2 separate regions of the Sus scrofa genome follow, and region 1 is linked to region 2. Evidence: chromatin contacts called from public promoter capture Hi-C data. All regions are on one chromosome and are shown on one strand. The core of a region is the stretch at or near the end of the contact, and the rest is flanking DNA. Distances in the headings are between cores, read along the strand shown.

Evidence for each region. Promoter capture Hi-C pulls out the DNA fragments that hold promoters and counts their contacts.
Region 1: a contact with region 2 is called in a promoter capture Hi-C map of liver, with 16 times the contacts expected there. The contact joins the promoter of CLDN12 here to the promoter of SRI in region 2. A contact is called at or near these places in 1 of 5 promoter capture datasets (liver) and 2 of 2 datasets of contacts at active chromatin or transcription factors (alveolar macrophages and skeletal muscle).

What each region holds. Positions count from the first base shown.
Region 1 is chr9:70,500,575-70,503,854 of Sscrofa11.1, forward strand. It overlaps CLDN12 (claudin 12), which reads left to right and starts at 1,338. Exons shown (of 2, transcript NM_001160079.1): 1 at 1,338-1,351.
Region 2 is chr9:68,513,021-68,516,720 of Sscrofa11.1, forward strand. It overlaps SRI (sorcin), which reads right to left and starts at 2,227. Exons shown (of 8, transcript NM_001244143.1): 1 at 2,159-2,227. The coding sequence starts at 2,164.

The sequences.
Region 1 (3,280 bases), core at 88-2,587, 2.0 Mb after region 2:
TTTTTATTGTAAGAAAAGTGTCGAGAGTTCCCATTGTGGCTCAATGGGTTATCAACATGACTAGTATCCGTGAGGACGAAGGTTCAATCCCCGACCCCACTCAATGGGTTAAGGATCCAGCGTTGCTGTGAGCTGTGGTGTAGGTCGACAGCTGCAGCTCCAATTCATCCCCTAGCTTGGGAACTTCCATATGCTGCAGGTGTGGCCCTAAAAAGAGTGAGCAGTTAATGCTTGATAGCAGCTCAAACATAACATTTGGAAAAGGAAAAAACAGAAACCAAAACTTGATTGAAAGCTCTTCTGTGGAGACTGTTGAGAACACTGTTCTACATAATGATCATAGTAGGACGAGCCCTGAAAGCATTAATCCAGGAAGCTGTCAGGCATTTACAAGTTTTCATTCTCGTCCTACCTATTTGAGGTAAATAATGTTTGAAGAGGAAGTTGTTGATGCTTAAAAAAGATATATGGGACATTTAAATGGTGGGTTGAGCTATTGGAACTATAAACTCAAAAAAAAAAAATTCTGGTTGCAAATTTTAGGAGGCACAGCACAAATCAGTTTGGACTAGTTTTGTTGTCGGTGTCCTTTGAAAAAGTATAAAAGAAACATCCTGAATTTCTCTTAGGCCATGACAACTGCACAGTGTTTCATCAGTCCTCTGTATTCTTTCACTATAGTCATGAAAGGATCTAAAAAATTCAATTAAATATTGATCATTTATTTCTAAGACAGCAAAGTGATTTTTATCTCTGTTTTCCCTATCTTCTCAAATCACAAAATGAGTGTTAATTTTTTTCTTTATCTTATGTATAGGTATTGTGTGAATTTAAGAATAAACTGACTTAAAAAAAGTTTATTGGAGTTCCCATTGTGGCGCAGTGGTTAACGAATCCGATTAGGAACCATGAGGTCGCGGGTTCGATCCCTGGCCTTGCTCAGTGGGTTAACTATCCGGCGTTGCTGTGAGCTGTGGTGTAGGTTGCAGACTCGGCTCGGATCCTGCATTGCTGTGGCTCTGGCGTAGGCCGGGGACTGCAGCTCCGATTCACCCCTAGCCTGGGAACCTCCATATGCTGCGGGAGCGGCCCAAAGAAATAGCAAAAAAGACAAAAAAAAGTTTATTGCCCACCTTTTTTTGGTTTAACATTTCATTGGTTTTAGATAATTGCTGACTATTTTTCCTAATTCCATGTGAATTCAAATTGAGTTTTTAAAGAAGCACTGTATTCACTTAGAGTATTTTTCCTATTTCTTTAGGCCCAGATCATTTCTGCTGTGTTTTGAGATGTGCATCTGTTTCTTCTAAGTTGATTAAAATTGTTTTAGAACTGTTAAGTACCTCAAAGAGTAAGTACATCTTTGATTATATCTTATACTTCCTTTGCTTTTGTATATCAGATGACACTTTTTTCTCTTGTTTAGAAAAATAGGGGACAGACCTCTCTTGTGAGAGCAATGACGATGACCTACAGTTTCTAATAAAAGCCAAATTACAGGTAGAAGGGAGGGGCTGCTAGTGTTACTCCCAAGAATTAATGTAGATGCTGTGACTCATACAGCTAGTCCTTGGAATTGTTCCTGAAAAAATACAGTAATGAGTCTAGGAGTTCCTAAAGCTCTTAGCCACTAATCTTGCTCCAGATTCCTTTGACCTCTATTCAAAACCACAGAAAAGGTATCCTTTTGAAAATATTTTTACTGAAAATATCTTTGATAACCTTCAGTTGTGTCCCAAGTTTTATCCATCAACTCTGCAAGTCATTGAGGAATATATAGTTAAATGACATATGTGAAACTGTGTGTTGAATAGAGTTCTGGTCTGATTTGGTCAGTAACTACTCTCAGAATACTTTCAAATAAGCCTACCAACAATGGTCATAAACTTAAATATCTGACCATATTCTGTTTAAAAAAAAAAAAAAAGCTTTACTATTTGTGATCTCACAACTACCCTGGGGGGCATTTGAGAAATTCGAGATTCAGAGGCTGTGGGTGACTTTCCCAATTTGCAAATGGTAGTTTATGACTGGCAGTTGGGTCTTTGATCACCTGGGCTGCAGTACCCCACTGCCTCCCAGATGGAAACGACAAGCCATGCATGTTTGTTCATTCATTTAACAAATAATTGAGTGCTTTCTATGTGCCAGTCTTGGACACAGTAAATAAAACAGAAGGCTCTCTGTCCTCCTGGAATTTACAGTCTGGTGGGAAAGATAAATACTGAACAAGGAATATAAGCATAATCACTCACTACCAAAGAAAAAGTACAAAGGTGCAACCAGAGCGTGTAACTAGAGGCAGGGGGAAGATGAAGGGTGGAGAGAAGAGGGGAGGTTTAGGGCCAGCCTCCTTGGAAGCTAGAAAGATGAGTGCCTATTAGCTAAGATGGGATTAAGAAAGTTCTAGGAGGAAGAACAGCAGGGAGAAAAGCTCTTAGCTAAATTGAAAAACAGAATTGGAAAAGTTAAAAAGGAAAGCAGTATGGCTACATAGACGGTAATATGTAAGGTGGGAGAGTGATGCAATAAGGATTGAGAATTTGGCAGAACCCAGATGGTGGGATTTAAAACTTTGGAAACTATGGGAAGGATTTGAAACTTTAGAAACTTTATTCTGAGGGAAATAGCCATTGAATGGTAAGAAAAGTATTGAGATGATTAGATTTGCACTTGAAAAAATTATTTCAGATTCTTAACTAATTGGTATAGCTCGAGAGTAAAAGCCTTTTTACCCTCCCATTATGAACAAATCTGAATCCACGAGTCAACATTATCTTTCAGTTTTAAATGTAAACATATTTCTTTTCTCCACCATCTTTAAAATATTACTTCCTCTCTCTAGTGGGATTTTACTACTTCTTATCAAATCATACATATGTGGAGCTAAGAGCAGGGCATAAAAAGTAGAGCAGTCAAAGAAAGTTAAAAAGAGCTTGGGCATTAATTCCAGCACTGAGGTTGAATTTATTTAAATTGAGATTAATAGTATTTCCTTTCTGAAAAAGGCCATGGTATACTTGTTGGCTCTCCAAATAGGACTTTTAGTTAATCTACTCTGGGATGGGAGCCAATTCAGGGGACTGGTATAACCCTTGTACTGGTTTGATGCAGGATAAATTTGAACACACTTGATACTGAAAAAAATATTGTTTTATAGTCTGTAGACTTAAGAACTACAGAAATTTATTAATAAAGTCGTTCATCCTGATCTTGTTTCTCATTCCATTTGAATTGTAAGAATCAGGGGTACAGGGCAGCTTCATTGGAGAAATATCAG
Region 2 (3,700 bases), core at 977-3,476:
AACATTTATTACCAAGTGTTTTCCACTCTTAAAGACCTTATGTCCTAGAAGATGGTTGTTTTCAACCTGAGATATAGTCTCCTATAGAAGTCAATTTGTGACTGTTTTGCAGGCAAGCTCTCAAAGGCTCTTCAAGCCTCAATGTTCTCCTGAAGAGAACCAGTCCTGGGGCCAGGGCAGAGCAAGGTAGGGGGACTCACTTAGGCTTGTTTTCTGCCCACTCCTGTCTCAGTCCCTTTCCGCTGCCACTCCTAATGTCCCCACATCTCCCCAGAACCAGGGAAGGAAGGGAATGGGGGTCTCCATCAGCTCTGTTAGCATGGGGGAATCGATGTTGGGGAAGAGGAAAAACGAAAGAAAACCAGAGCTCTGGGGAAGGGAGAATAACTTTTTTTGTTTTGTTTTGTTTTGTTTATTTTTTCTCTTTAGGGCTGCACCCACGACATATAGAAATTCCCTGGGGTCAAATCCAAGCTAAAGCTGCTGGCCTGCACCACAGCCACCACAGCAACGCAGGATCCCAGCTGCATCTAAGACCTACACCACAGCTCATGCCAATACCAGATCCTTAACCCACTGAGCAAGGTCAGGGATCGAACCTGTGTCCTCATGGATACTAGTCAGGTTCCTTACAGCTGAGCCACAATGGGAACTCCAATAACTGTTTTCTGTTTTTTTAAGTTCTAGTGAAGCATAGTTAATTTACAAGGCTGCGATAATGTCTGCTATACAACAAAGTGACCCAGTTATACATGTGCACACATCCATTTTCTCTGATTCTTTTCCCTCGCAGATTATCACAGAATACTGGGCAGAGCTCCCTGTGCTACATGCAGGTCCCCTTTGGCCAATAGTTCCAGATACCTCTGTGTACATATGCCAATCCCAAACCCCCAGTCCATCCATCCATCCATCCATCCGTCCTATCCTCCAACTCTCCCCTTTGGTAACCATAAGTTTTTCAAAGTTGTTAGTCTGTTTCTGTTCTGCAAATAAATTCATTTGTATCTTTTCTTTTCCTTTTTTTTTTTTTCAGATTCCACATATGGGTGATGTCATATGATGTTTGTCTTTCACTGTCTGACTAACTTCACGTAGAATGATAGGTTCTAGGTCCATCCATGTTGCTGCAAGTGGCATTATTTCATTCTTTATTATGGATGAGAGATGTTCTATTGTATATATGTACCACACCTTCTTTATCCACTCCTCTGTTGATGGATATTAGCTTGCTTCCATGTCTTGGCTATTGTAAATAATGTTGACTCTTAGACACCCAAGGTGGAGTAGCTATTTCTAGAAAGCCAAACTTAGATGAAGCCCATACAAGTCAGTTATATGTCAATTGGGAATTTCTTAAGATAACTCCTTACTTTATATGATTTTTTTTTTCCCAGAAAGTTACTTGCCAGTTTTCATATGCTGGGAAGTCAGTGGCAAAGCTGAGCAAGGAATATGGGTCAATTGATTCTCATTTCTGTATTTTGTCTGGGAAAACAGAAATTATGATATTATTAAAGGATCAGTGCTTTTATACACTGATGCAGTATTTGTCAAGTATCTAAGACTTATATGGAATAATCTATCTCAGTCTAAAACATATGAGCAGAAAATCTTCAGATATTTTAGCAATTTATGACAAGCTATGATGAATCTGTTAGAATTATTCTTTTACAAGCACCTTGTATTGTTTCCATTTCGTTAAAATGGAAGGGAATAACTTTAGTCCCAGTTTTCTCAGAGCAAAATGAAAAACAAAGGAAAGGTTTTCTCTTGTCAAATGAGGGAAATTTGGGAGAACTGAATTCTCTAGGAAGCCCAAACTACATATACTTTAATATTCAATTAGTCTTGCTAATATACACAGTGGAGAAATCCAGTCATCATTTTTGTATATCTTTAAAAATCTCAAGATTGAGAACACATATTTTTCATTTTAAAATAATTTCCTTTACCATATTTGTTCATTTCTACACTTCATTCTTCAGTTTTAGGCCTGAAAGTGTTCAGATAATATAAAAATAAACTTGACAGATATTCTCAGCCCAAAAAACAAGTACTTAGTAGAATTACATAACGAGCTTTCTTATTTTTAATCAGGCAAATTAGGATATTTGAGTCGTTAGGGGACTAACATTACATGCATATCTTTACTTACTTGCATCTTGAGATGAGGTCTTAGAGGTAGAAGCTGGTGATTCTTAGAGGAGCATGTCCTTGCAGGTTGGCCAAAGAGAAGAATCGAAAAGTATAAACTGTAGCAGCAATCATCACATTGCCCTCCTGATCCTTGGCAATTGTACAGTAACCAGATATAAACACTGTCCACAGTGTAGGCAGCTTTTCCATAGGCCACAGAGAGGCCTTCTGTGAAATAGGCGTGTTTCAGTGTGGGAAGCCATTACCTTAGCTGAGATAGAAAGGTGCCAACAGCAACAGTATTAAATACACACCCAGGCCAATATTTGACATTCCATTGGAATGATTGCCTCTGTCAGAGATTTCTGAAGACTTGTAGAGCTGGGAACTGCATCAGCCATGTGTGGGAACTAGCCAGAAAAAGCCAGTTTTCAGGAATTTTTGCAGCCCTTTGTTAAACGCGTCAATATCATAAATTTTCAACTTACTGAAAACAGGTATTAAACACCCCAAATGCATCACCTCTTAATTTTTTTTTTCTACACTTAAACTTTGCGGTGGAGGTACTGTTGGACATTAGTTTCCAACTCCAGGCTTAGTCATATCATGTTACTAGCTTGAAATAGGCCATGGTGGGAGTATTTACTCCATAGAAATCAACTTATACTTACAAGGAAGAGATTGGTTTTATTGTTTTGTTGCTTATCTCCCCTAGACTTTGAATCTGACATGTTGGAGAAAATGTTCCATGTTAATTCCAAGTCCAGGCTAGAAAGGCAACAAAACAATGTCAGTCTCTTTATTTATAAGTACAAATTATAAGTCAAAAATGTGTTGTGTTTGTAGCTGTTACATTGTGAAGTTTATAACCAGTTTAGGAAACATTCTTCCAGCACTTTAGATTATTTTGATTTATTAAAACAATTTACTAGGCCTTATGAAGAACTAGGTTTACCAGTAACTACCTATGGGGAAAAAAAATTGCATCATTTAAGTTTAATTTTAAAACATGAATTTGGTTTAAATGATTTTCACAAATTTGGACATAATAATATAGAATCAAACGATGTTATAATCCCTGCAATTATGCAAAAAGCAAAAAAAGAAAACAGCATTGCAATCAGTGGTCCTAAAGGTGAAAATTTTAAGTTTATCGAAAATGCAGTTTTTGCAGGTGAGCAATAATGTTTAATAGTAAGTCATATGTCAGAATTGGCAGTAAATTTATTGGTAAAGTATCAGTGGATTGGGCTGTAACTCCATCTGTCAGTCATAGCCCTTTTTTTTTTTTTTTTTTCAATTTCGTCTTTTTAGGGCCCCACCAGTAGCATATGGAAGTTCCCAGGCCAGGGATCAAATCAGAGCTACAGCTGCTGGCCTGCATCACAGCCACAGCAACATAGGATCCCAGCCGTGTCTGAGACGTATACCACTGCTCACGGCAACACCGGATCCTTAACCCACTGAGTGAGGCCAGGAATCGAACCCGTGTTCTCATGGATGCTAGTTGGATTTGTTAACCACTAAGCCATGGCGGGAATGCCATAGTCCAATTTCAGTC